2 separate regions of the Solanum lycopersicum genome follow, and region 2 is linked to region 1. Evidence: chromatin contacts called from public HiChIP or PLAC-seq data. All regions are on one chromosome and are shown on one strand. Each heading gives the region's core, a stretch centred on a gene start, on an enhancer-like site or on the middle of the called end of the contact. The rest is flanking DNA. Distances are from core to core; before and after follow the strand shown. Region 1 holds the start of MLO2 (MLO family protein 2). Region 2 holds the start of LOC101261939.

Evidence for each region. HiChIP or PLAC-seq counts read pairs in DNA pulled down with a chosen protein or histone mark.
Region 2: an RNA polymerase II HiChIP or PLAC-seq map of leaf shows a contact between it and region 1, with 5 times the contacts expected there. The contact joins the promoter of LOC101261939 here to the promoter of MLO2 in region 1. A contact is called at or near these places in 3 of 8 Hi-C or Micro-C datasets (leaf and leaf mesophyll) and 1 of 1 datasets of contacts at active chromatin or transcription factors (leaf).

Annotation. Positions count from the first base shown.
Region 1 is chr8:6,871,014-6,878,034 of SLM_r2.1, reverse strand. MLO2 (MLO family protein 2) reads left to right here and starts at 4,700. Exons shown (of 14, transcript NM_001348446.1): 1 at 4,700-4,965; 2 at 5,543-5,600; 3 at 5,692-5,912; 4 at 6,311-6,427; 5 at 6,546-6,606; 6 at 6,897-6,991. The coding sequence starts at 4,837.
Region 2 is chr8:7,115,937-7,122,632 of SLM_r2.1, reverse strand. LOC101261939 reads right to left here and starts at 5,413. Exons shown (of 3, transcript XM_004244741.5): 1 at 4,584-5,413. The coding sequence starts at 5,096.

The sequences.
Region 1 (7,021 bases), core at 3,451-5,950:
TAATCGTTCTATACACTTATAATAATACAATTCGTTTTATACACTCCGTTTTTATACACTTCTCTGCCCAAGTGTCTTTCTCTTTCTTGTTTTATACACTTCGTTTTATACAATTTGCTTCAACGGTATATGTATAGCGAATTATACAGTTTCTATGTTTGCTATAGAACACAATTATACAAACTTTGCTATAGCATAAAAATATGAATTTTTTATTTGCTATATGTGAAAGTTGTTCAAATTTTAATGTCTACAAATATCTCCTACTTCAAAGCCCTTATTGGAATATAGATTTGATAAAATTCAAAGGCGAGGCTTGAAATAAGATGGATATAAGTAATTTTTTTTTTTTTAAAAAAAGTATTAGTATAGTGATATATTTATTGTTAATCCTATTTAATGACGACTTAGCAATCAATCAATATAAAATTATGTTCATCTACTGGTTTGGTGCTTAATTCCACAGTTTAAAGTCATGAGTTGGGGAATACCAACTGATCATTTAATGTATATTTTTTTGTTTTGACAACCTTATATCATTCGGGGGGGGGGGGGGGATCATAATTTTAGGTTAGTCCTCTGCTGTTATACAAACTTATGACTTTTTTTTGTCTTACTAAGTTTTTAATAAGAAAGTGAGAGATTTTGAAAATAATATAAAATAATTCTTTTTAATAAATTCATTTACCAAATAAGAAAGTATTTTCCTCAAATTGAAGTTTCTCTGAGAAATTTATTTAAGGTTTCTAATCGTATTTTCTGTGAATAAGTTATTAATCAATTATAATTATCTATTCTAGAATCATGGGGGAAAATCTCTACAAAAATAACAACTCATATTTTTCTTTTGATCTTTTCCATTCTACTATTGATGTTCTTTTGTGTAGTTTAAAAATGAAAGAGAGATGCATATAGACCAAATGAATTGTGAGGCAGTGGTATAATTACGCTACTCTTAAATAGAAATTTTGAGTTCGAGAGTTGTGTATAAAAAAATTTAGTTAAAAGTCTCTTATTAATAAAATTCGTAATGTGTAATTTAAATTTAATTAAATATTCAATAAAAAAATTTGAATAGAAAAAGATACGTGTAATAATTTGATAGATCAACTTCCCTTTTCATTGGAGTTCAATCAACTTTTTATAAAGCAGAATAAAGTGTCCTTTTTATCCAACCTTTTCTCTTCTTTTTTTTTCTTTTATTAATTCATTTGTTTTGTTGGTATTGAATTTTTATGAACTTAAGATGAATAAACCAAATTGATATTTCGAAGAAGATGTTAGGTATCTTAGGAAATCCACAAACGTGATTATTAATGGATTTGAAAAATATTTTTTAAAAAACTAAAAAGTCTAACTTATTTGTAAAAAGAAAAAAAGAGAGTTTAAATTAGTTTGACATAAAACAATATATTAACACTTAATTAATTCATTAGCTGTCATATTCGAGCTTCACCATAACAGAATAATTAAAAACATGTACTACATAATCAATTTGTTCATGGATTTGCACCTTATCCTAAATATAAGCTACATCAATTACTTTTGGATCAATTCAGTATGATGATTATAAGTTTAATCGAATATAATTCTAATTAAAATTCTGAATCTATAATAAAAATTGAATATGTATATAATTTTAATTTAAAATTTAATCACTTAAAAAAATTAAAATTTAAAACTTATAAACTTTAAATAATAACTCTGTCAATATTAATAGTTTAATCATTAATGTGAACTTAAGAAAACACGGTTGCATTTGTGAAAACCAACAAAGTAGAATAGAGTGACATTTTCTAAACTTTATTACATAATTTACGATGTGAATATATTCTTCTGAATAATTATACAGTAGTCACCCTTTTTGTTTTCTCCACCTTCTGTTTTTTTTAAAAAATCCAAGTATACAATAAAATTGTATATTTGTTTTTACTAAATAAAATAATATCTAGTGAGTATATGGTGGAGTATTATGAAAAATGACAAAAAATGATTTGTTAATTCGTAGGTATTCTTCGAATAAATTCTAAAAATATGCGTTTTTTTTGTGGGTGGGTGGGTGGGGGGATTATGTGTGAGATCACATCTAGAGGTATAGTTTTTGCCCTTTTTGTTAGTTTTACTGTATTTCTAATGTTTGGTATATGTTTTTTTTTTTAAATTCAATATTTGTTATATTTGGTCCATCATAATCTTTTGTGTTGTAAATTGTAATAAGATTTGATAAGATTTTCTTAACATTTATGGTTTGATATTTATTTTCACAACTTTCACCAAATTTAGCATATATAACATGTTAAAAAATTGACTCTCATTTTTTACGAATAAAAGATCATATCATATAAAAGAAATTTTTATACATTCTTTTTTAAACTTTTGTGCATAATTAAATGATATCATACAAATTTAGAACACAAAAAATATATGTGCTTACCGATATTGAAGGTATCAAATCACTTCTTGCAAGCTGTCATGAGACAAACAAGCATTGAAGATTTCCACATTATGATATTCAATTTTATATCAATTATTTATCTCGTTTTATTTGTTAAATTTTAGTTTAATGTATCTATTAAGAAATATATTGATTGGTATACTAAATTTTGTCATTTTATATCTGTTAATAAATATTATCTCAAATATATTTACTTATTATATTTTTTAAAATCATCAACCTAATGTTAATAAATTAATATTATAATAAAAAGAAAAAATTATCCTTTATTAATTTGTCAAAATTAATCAAAAAAGAAAAAAGAGACATTAAATTAAAAAGTATTTACCAACTAATTGTGGAAAACACCTGGGAAGAAACTTTGGCTAATTCGACTCTTTTTATTTACTTTTGGAAGACTTTGACTTTGCTATACTAACCCACTTGACTATGAGGATGATCCTTTTTCTATTTTTTCTTTTAATTTGTAAATTAATATTTGATCATAAAATTTTTAAGTTCAATTTGGAAATAAAAAGATTTTTGTAAAAAATTATGGGCTACAATAAGTTGTAATATTTTTTTTATTATATATCATTTTCCGTATAGAATAAAAGTAGTTTTAAAATTATTACTAAATATACAAAAATAACATTTTTTAAAAATTAACTAAAAAAAATGTCACGTTAATTAGGAGTTATGGAATAATTAATTTGTTGCCAACTATTTAAATTCCCACTCCCTCTAGAATTTATAGGCAGTTCCCATTTATTGGTAAAACAAATTTGTTAAACTGATTTATGTTAAAACTTCAAATTTTTCAACTTGAGGGAAAAAATTCTTGTCATATGCATGTGGACAACAGAGAAGTTAAAATTTTTGTTAAATCTTTTTTTTATTTGTTTTATCTGGTGTCTGATATCTATAGTATCAAAATTTAATAAATTTTTAGATTTTTATCAAAAATTTTTATATTAAAAGATAAATAATATTTGATGAAAAATAACTTTTTACCTAAAAAAAATCGAACTCAAAATCTTTAATTAAGATAAAAAAATATTTATCGTTAGCTCGATTGTTACTAGTCAACTATCAAATGCATAAGAGGTCAAGAACATGGGGGAGGGCCCAATAAAGAATTCTTCTGATGACCATTTCATTCTTTTTGAGAAAATGAAAAAATATAGTGTGTTTGGTATAATGAAAAATATTTTTTAAAAAATGTTTTTTAATTTTTTTTATATTTGGTTGGGGTAAATTTTGAAAAATATTTTTCAAATTAATTCATTTTGTTCAAAATTAAGGAAAATGACTTTCTTTCAAAAATTAAGGAAAATATTTTTCAAAGCTCTCTTTCAATTTCAAATTGCATTTTTTTAGAAAAAACATCAATTTTTTAAAAATATTTTCAATTTCAAAATTTTATTTTTTCATTCGATCTCTGACCAGCTTCCCCCCGCCCCCAACACCATCCCTCCCCCAAAAAATTAATTTTGCTTCTACCACAAAAAAATATTTTCAATTTCATAAATCTTTTTGTATTCTAGTAAAAATAAAAGATATTCCTCAAAATATTTTTCATGCATAAATCAAACAATAAAAATCATTTTCAAAAAATATTTTCTACTCACCAACTAAATATGAGAAAATAATTCTAAAATCTACTTATTTTCCAGGAAAACATTTTCTTTTCCTACGTACCAAACACACCCATAGTCCTTCATATTTTGTTGTAAGTTCAAAATAGCACTTGAATTATTAATTGAATAATTTTAATCTCTTTCAAATATATCAAACTATGATTATTAGATTTAATTGGAACAAGAACAACAGAGATAAAAAAAACAATAGAAATTTCCTTCAACATTTCAAAACCTCAATACAAAAAAAAAAAAAAAAGAAGAAAGAAAAAAAAGGGCAAATTATATAATATTCTTAAACAATGTGAATAGAAAAAAAAGGGCAAATTAAAAAATTTCTTTTACTGTCAATACTTTTGACCCTTTATCCAAAAAAAATAAATGTCAGGCAACAAAATAAATCAATCTAAGAGAATTTGCACATCAAAAAGTTGCATAAAAACTATTGAAGTATACTTTAAAATAACATAAATATTAAAAATTGTACTTTCATTAAATTTGACATTTAGAATTTGATAAATATCTAACAAAAAAAAAAATTGCTCATTTTTGACACTTCAAAGAATCAAAATTGATTAAGTAATACTTTAAGGGACTATTTTGAACCAACTATCAAAACATAAGGGACAATCTTTGTCATTTTCTTTCTTCTTCTTTCTGGGTAACTTCCAATCCACAAACCTAGTAGAATCAACATAGTGTTTTTCATCTTAAATCTTATATATATAGAGGTTTTCTTGGATATTTATTTGTAGTCAAAAGATGTCAGGAGGTGGAGGAGATGAAGGAACAAGTTTAGAATTTACACCAACATGGATTGTTGCCTTAGTATGCACTGTCATAGTTGCTATATCTCTTCTTGTTGAAAGAATTATTCACTATGGTGGCAAGGTGAATTATAAAAATTTTCTTGATTTTTGTTATATGTTGGTTTTTATAGTAATTTACTATTATACTTTCTGATATGTGTCATGTATATTTTCTTAAATCATCCAAGTTTAATAAATAAGACTATCATAAATTGACTAGATTTACGCTGATCGATAGCTAGTTTCAGTAGTTTCTTGCAGAAAAACAAAACTTTCTTGAATTTTGTCTTTGGCTTTTTTGTATTTAAATTTTATTATCGAGTCACTTTGAAGAAAATTTGAATCAAGAAATGAAAAGTGACTTTTTGAGATAAAAAACTAGTAGTTAAGTAATTATCTGAGAAATCAACTCCCTATGTTGCTCAGACTCATAAAAAATGTTGCAGCACCTGTTTTTGGATGATTCAGAACATGCGCTCATTGACATGTTTGAAGAGTTCGACCAACATAGCTGATATGTAACATGTTTCTTTTCTTGGTCAACCAATTCTCCTTAGACAAAGAGTTATTATTATTTGTTGTTGAGTATAACATTTCTAAAGTTCTGCTAAAAGAGCAATCTTTGATGATATGAGTAACAATTGTGATTTTTATGACAGTATTTGCTCAAGAAAAACCAAAAGCCACTCTATGAAGCCTTACAAAAGATCAAAGAAGGTAAAATTCCAACTTCTGTTTGTGTAATTCTGTTTTTACTTTAAAGATGTCTGATTAGTCCATATTCTGAAAAACATGATGAATTATGCAGAGTTGATGTTGTTGGGATTCATATCACTGTTATTGACAGTGTTACAAGCGAGAATTCTTAAAATATGCATCCCTAAACACTTGACTAATCACTGGCTCCCTTGTAAAAAAGATGATGATGTGAATGACTCTGTCCACTTCCAGACTAATTTCTTCTCTTTGATTCCGGGAGGAAGGCGCCTTCTTTCTGGATCTGCTAATTCTGGTTATTGTGAGGCTAAGGTATGTCTAAATTAAAGGCAGCTCGGTGGACTAAGCTCCTGTAGTTTACATGTTAGAAGAAAATTGGATTGTTTTGTGTGAAAGGAATGGGCCACATTGGGATATATTGCATGTGCCATTTAGTTTTACGTTGTATATCTGCAAGAGGATGTTCTGATCACATAACGACAACTCTTACCATTGTGCCAAGACTCTCTTCAACTACACTATTTGCTTTTCTCTCCATCACCCGAATTGTGAAAATAGCTAACAAAAGGGGAATTTAATTGCCAATCAAGATTCATAAACACAGTTTAAGTTCATATGCTGATGAACTTGTGATGTTTTTTTTTTTTTTTTATAATATGCCCTTGTTGATGTGTCATTTCTATATACTTTCTCCTGTTGGAACTTAACAGGACAAGGCGCCATTGCTATCTCTCACAGCATTGCATCATCTCCATACATTTATCTTTGTGCTGGCTGTTTCACATGTTACTTTCTCAGCTCTTACAATTCTATTTGGAGGTATAAAGGTAAGGTTTTCAGTCATCTTGCTTTAGGTTTCTGAATTCATCATACGGATTAGTTACATCCTCCCTCAGCCCCCTTCGTCTTTCACTTATACACGATGACCTTGGGTTATCTGCACAGATACGTCAATGGAAATCTTGGGAGGATTCTATCAAGAAAGAGGAATATAATCCTGAAGAAGGTATATTGCCTAATAACTGCTCTGTCTCATTAGTATACTTCCCTTTGAACTAAATTGGACACAAAAAGTTTGCATAAGTACAGAGTACTCACAAGTCAAGATTTTAGGTTCTGTGATTGACAGCAAGTTAAGTTGACCTACAACAAGAAGAAATTCTTCGTATCAAGCACGATATATTATGATCTGAAAAATGTAGTAGAACTGATAGTGTATTCATCAGAATTTAACACTTTTCAACATAGAGTGATCTACCTTGTTGTCATCCTAATGAGGATATATTGTATCTGCAGTACTTCGATCAAAAGTTACTCATGTTCATGATCATGACTTTATCAAGGGCCGGTTTCTAGGATTTGGTAAAAGATCAACTTTATTAGGTTGGCTGGTAAGCGCAGAGAATCTTGCATCTTAATCA
Region 2 (6,696 bases), core at 4,164-6,663, 240 kb before region 1:
TAAGTGATGCAGTAGCCATAATGAAAGCACAATAAAGTGATAAGCAAGTCCTGTTGCATCTTAAGATATGTCAAAAAAAAAACATCATATTATTAATTACAGAAAAAGAAACAAACGAATCAAACAATCATAAATGAGCTGTCCCGAGAAAAAACTACTCCCTATTCCATATTAAGTGAATTTGTGAGGTAATGCACACCCTTAAGAAACACAATCAAGGACATAATTTAAACCACAGGAAAGGGAAAATATGGAAAAAACATTGAAACATTTATCTTGAAATATGAACAACTCAATTATTTTGAACAATGAAAAAAGCCTCAAAAATTCACTTAATATGGAATAGAGTGAGTCATATATAAAGTTCTATTTTCCAGTTTGACTAGAAATGTGCTCTAATAATAGTTGAAGCAAGAGGATATTATTAAACCTAACCACTGGGATTTACAAAGATCCAAACTCCAATCCTAGAAACTAGAAATCATAATTATTTTAAAGGTTATTGGATGTCAACTACTACAACAACATACCTAGTATAATTCCACAAAGTGGGGTCCGAGGATAGTAGAGTGTAAGCAGACCCGACCCCTACCTAAGAGGTAGGGAGGCTATTTCCGATAGACCTCAACTCAAAGGGAATAGTCCAAACAAAAAAGTAATAGAAGTACAAGAAATAACAGATAGTAACGGGACAATAACTACAACAAAATAATATGATGGTTGAAGTACAAGACAACAAATAATAACATAAATCAAAGGACCAGAAACTACTGGGGCAATGCTACAACAACTAGTGTGGATGATAACAAGCCAATGCACTACTACCTACTAGCCTTCTACTATAATTTATGTCCTTCACAACCTCTTATCTAAGGTCATTGTCCTGTAAGCTGGACCTCTGCCATATTCGGTCTAATCACCTCTCCCAATGCTGGTACCTCTCCTGAAACCATCTATAGCCAGCCTCAACACCTCTACCCTGAAGCATCTAGATATCTCCTCTTCACATACCGAACAATCTCAGTCTCGCTTCCCGTATTGGAGTTATGTTTGAACATAAAACAAAGTTGAAGTTTTTTGAGTAAGAACTTGAAAAACTCCTGGAACCTATTTTCAAACCTCAAATTCAATAAGCAATACCTTCTATGTGAATTTTCCAATTTTCTAAAAGTAGTTGGTATTGGCGTATTGCTGTCTCGTTCCTTGAGCAATAGACATTTGAGTAATTTCTTCAAACTTTGCCAGCTGCTGCAGCTCAAGTTTGAGATCCTTAGATTTTGCAATTTTATATGGTACAATAGAGGTCTGGTTGCACCACTTTATTCAATCAGCATTGACTCTCCAAAAGTTCTGCTCCTTTGTGTATAAACTTTTTCATAGACCTCTTTGTTCCATGTTGTAATATTCTTTTAGAGGTCGTTTGGTGTGAATACTACACACAAATAGTCATGGGATAAATATTTAGTGACACTTAATTTAGTGTTTGGTTGGAAAGTTTGGGATAACTTATCCCCGGATTAATAAATAGTACCGGGATAAGTTATCCCTCTCAAGGGGTGGTATAATAATCCCATCATATTTTATCATGGGATAAACTTATTAAATGACAAAATTACCCTTCAAACCATTTAATTTGATAACCTTTCACAAGGTCTGCTTATGAAATTTTACTCCCGCTTTAATAATTGTCATGTTACCTCTCAGGTTCGAAAAAATGTTTGTGTATTTGTCTTTAATAATTTATATGCAAAGATTTGGTAAATATATTTTTGAATGTGGCTATTTATCTAGATTTCATTTTTGATCTTTCTCTTTCATAATGTGTGCAAAAAATATTATTTTAACACATTTATGTATGTGGGAATTTATCAAGATTCCATTTTTTTTTTAATTTGTGTCATTTATAATATGTGCCAAAATTGGTTGTTTTAACACACTTCTGTACATGGATACTTATCGAGATCTCAAATTTCTTATCGTGTTCTGCTAATTTTACTCTTTTATTTTTTGACTAAATAAGTAAATGGGTGTTTAGTATTACTCGTCTGAAAATGGAAATGGAGAATGTTTGTTTCTCACGTCTACATGTGTATTCAAAGGATCAAGGAAGAAAAGATTGGAAGCACTATGTGGATAGGTGAGATTTGTTTTTAAAATGAGTTACTGGTGGGTTTTCTATCTTGGATGGATCGAGTCTTAATATATATATATATATATATATATATATATATATATATATATATGTATGTATGTATGTATGTATGTATGTATAGATAGATAGATAGATAAAGCTAAATAAGAGGGTTTTTTTTTGTAATCAAACAACTTATTTTAGGGAAATATGCCATGGTTATTATTTTTAGTACAACAAACCAAACAATCAATACGAAATAATGTCAGGATAACTCATCCCAGTATAACTAATCCCAACATAACTTATCCCAGCATAACTTGTATTCAAACCAAACAACCCCTTAAGGCATCTAATTTTTGAATCAGAATTCACACATTTGTTTCTCAAAATTTGACAAATTATCTTGTTGACCAATTCTCAATTTTATTTCTTGAAGAAAGACTAGATTAATTCTTCATTTTTGATTAAAGATTTCAGAGTTTCCCTCTTGACGCTTTCATTCAGTCCATTCACATTCCAGTTGGACTTCTTTATGCATATTATGGCCAAAATTAGCAGGACCTATTCCTTGGACCCTCATCAATTTCAACAAAAAAAAACCCACACAAATTCCCATTAGGTTTAATCTAACTAGGCTCACTTGATCACTAATAAGTCATCCATCTAATTTGACAATCTTCTTATTGTTACTACTTCTATGGCTTTAAGCCAAGGACACTCCAAGAAAGGTACCACCATTGGGAAGGGGAAAGATCAATAGACCTGGCTGAACCCAATCTGGGATATAAGCACCCTTTCTTAACCAATTCTGAATGGATTCACTCATGCCGGATGGAGCATACTCACTTAGTGATCTACTCGCTTCATGCAAATTTGAAGAGGTTACAATGGAAAAGTCATACACATGAAATTTTCTACGTGTGATTTTGTTTGGGGTTTCTAGAAGTATCTAATAACCTTTTTCTACTCAGTTCTACACCCTTGCTTCTCACCTTCATTCAAACTAAAGGTAAAGCCTCAATCGATATGAGGAAGATTAGATCAAGAACCTAACATGTACAAGGGGCTTGGGATTGAATAGCCTTACTAAACGAACACCTTCCTAACAAGGTTACTTGTTTCCACTCATTGAAGATTTTAGCTACCTAAGGTCAACAATCCTATCATAGAATTTCAATCTTAGTTTTTTTGTTCAATCCAACCTGATCTCTATAAGCTAAGGGCTCTCAAAATTCTATTAAAAGAGCCAGTCTAATGAAGCTTTTTTCATTAGTCAAATTTCCTCGAATGAAACAACTCAGTCCATCATACAATGAATATACTTCTATTCATTGATCTAACCCAGATCTTCGACCGCAGAGAGATTTCTAATTTGTTCGGTACCATTACGAGCTCAACCTAAAAGGGTATGTTTTTTTTTGAAAAAATAACTCGAATTTCATGTCACTCGCTTGCTTTAACTACTCATACTATAAATTTGGGAGCATAATTCCATTCTTGTGGGCTTTGAGGAGCACAAGAAATAGTTGGAATTTTATGAAAACGATATTTTGTTCTTTAAGCTGTAAGCTTTCCATTTCTCTCTTCGCTTTACATCCTGTAAATCCTTTTTCTGTTTGGCTCTTCCTTTTAATAAGTAAAACCAAAATGTGACATTTTAACATGAAATGCCAGGAACTTTTTACAATAGAATTGCAAAACCTAAGGATTCGAGACAAGAACAAAGCTTCAATTCTGAATACAATTAAGTGTTATCTCTTGCAGATAGGATTAGCTTTATCCTAAATAAGGGAAGGAAACATTAGTAGGTCCACAGGTCACTTGAATTGAGGATGACATTGAAGAGATAATAGTCAGATCAGATGCCACCTATAAGGAGACATCTAAAAAAGAGTAATGTCGTCTAAGAGGATAGTCGAGTGGTTGAGACATAAGAGTAGCAACATGAAGCTTTTATCTACGAATCCCAACTAAAACACTCAGGGTCAATTTCATTCATGCACTTGTTATCCGAGTACCATAATACGAGAACTATTATGCGGGGTGCAAAATTGTATCAAATGTGATACAATGAATAATAATATAGTGATTGTCATACAATGGATAACAGCAATTCTCTGTTTTCAAGGCATTTCTGTCTTCAAAAGTATTCTAATGCAGGCATTTTTAATAACAATACTTTTATCCTACATTGTATATCATACATAATACATGAATTCTCACATTATTATGCAAAATTTAATATGGAAAATAAACAACAAGATTAGCACCAACAACAACATACCCAATGAAATCTCACAAGTGGGGTCTGGAGAGGGTACAGCTTACACAAACCTTACCACTACCTCGTAATAGGATTAGCATATATGCATTATAAGGACAGGTAAAGAAAACAAACAGTATGAATCCAGATTAGACTTTAGTTATATTAGAAAGTAGTAGTCAGTACCTGAAGATGGTCAAGAGGTACATACTTAACCAACCCACTACAAATGATTCTTGGTTCAGCCTCACCAACATCAACCTCTTCAACATAAAGTGAATCAGCCTCCTCATGTCTCCACGCTTTAATTATTCTCCCAACCCTAATATCCAAACTATTCGCCGCATCCTTAATTTTCCTCATCTTACTCTCCTCATCCTCCTCAACTACTTCACCAGACGAATCCTTCTCTTCAATACTCACATTTGATGATGCCGTACAGTAAAAATTGAAGTATAATTTCGTAACCTGACTACCCCAATCACCAATTTTATGACCATTGACACCAGAACTGAAAAGGGTATTATTCTTTTTCTGGTGCTGAAGTGAGAATGTTGAGGAACAATAGTGCACCCTCGAGCGTGAAGCAATAACAGTACATGAAGAAACTACTGCAGGAATTGAATTTGTGCGGCAAGAAAGTAACAGAGCTCCACTTCCCTTCAACCAATTAGCTGCCCCAATTCCCATTACAGCCATTGCTTGTTAATTACTCTTCGAGCGCTACTAATAGCTCGATGCACTTAAAAGAAAAAAATCAGTGGAAGAAGAGGGAGTGTGAATTGAGCTTAGGATAAAAACTAGAGAAAATATTCATATTAGTCACTCAAGTTTTGGATATTACTCAAATTCAAACTACTCTATTTTATGAAGTGGAGCATTAATAGATCCAATTTTTTTTATTTGGTCAAAATATTAATCTAAACCAAATTAGTATGAATTCGATTTGGTTTGATTTTTACAATTTCGATCCATTTTTGATTTAATCAAATTTAATAAATAATAATATAGACATTTTTAAATTTCAATCACAACTCACAATTTTAGTCATTAGATTTCAGTTTAGGTTTTTTAAATTTAGGGTAATGGAAGTTGGATCAGGAACACTCCAATTCCCCTTAATTGGGCTATATTGGTATTGAGATTGACCTCATTGTCAACAGAGTTAGTATTATTAGAATAAGGGATCGTTTGTGTGAAGGATAGTCATGAAATAATTTTTTAGTGCATTTTTATTTCTTGTTTGGTTACAAATATGAGATAATTATTCTAGGATTATTAAAAAATTGGGATAAGTTATCTGTTCCTCTTGGTGGAATAATAATACCATGAGAAGTTATCCTCGGATAAAATAATTAAAATGACAAGAATAACCTTCTAATCCTTTTTATTAGTATCATTTTTGTGTAGTATTTGTTGTTTGCTCTAGTTTTATCAGGTATTTTAGTGCAATTTTTTTTTCCAGTTTTGCGTCTTAGTGCAGATTTCATTGCTAGTTTGGTGCATATTATGTTGTTGTGTTGAGACAATTTTGGTTAAATTTTTGTGATTGTTTTGATGCAGTATTCGACCAGCTTTTGTTGTTCCAGTGCGATTTTGATGCAGTGTTTATTGTTTTGTCCCGATTATGCTATTTTACTACAGTGGTATCACTGGTTTTGGTGCTTTTTCATCAAAAAAATTTTATGTTGTCTTGATGTACTTTCTATGGAGTTTGATCCAATTTTTTTGGTTATTTTTTATACATTTAGGATGTTGATTTGGTGTTTTTACTACAATTACAATTCATTTGTTTTTGTCTATTTTTTTTTAACTTATGATAGTTAAAGAGTATAAGAGTTGTATATGATTATAAAAGCGTTAAGTATTATTAATACAATGTATGGTATTTATACATGAACAAGTATAGAAGAGAAAGGAGTATGTTGAACGTAAGAGACCTAAAGAGAGAAATTAAATACGTGTATAGCTCAAACATACAAACGAACTAGGACTCTTTATCTTTATCCTTATCATGCCCCCTCAACATTGGCTCAATTTGATTGAGGGTGATGTTGCTAATACGGTGGACAAATGATCTTCTAGGAAGTGTTTTAGTTCAGGCATCTTCTAGTTGAGCTCCATTTGAAATGTGATTAACCGTAATTTTTCCACTTTCTACTTGGTCATGGACAAAATAAAAGTCAATTGCGACATGTTTCATTCGATTATGAAAGAATTGATTACAACACAAGTAAGTGACACCAATGTTATTTCACAAGACCTTGGGGGACAAGACAGCTTGACCCGAACTTCTTCG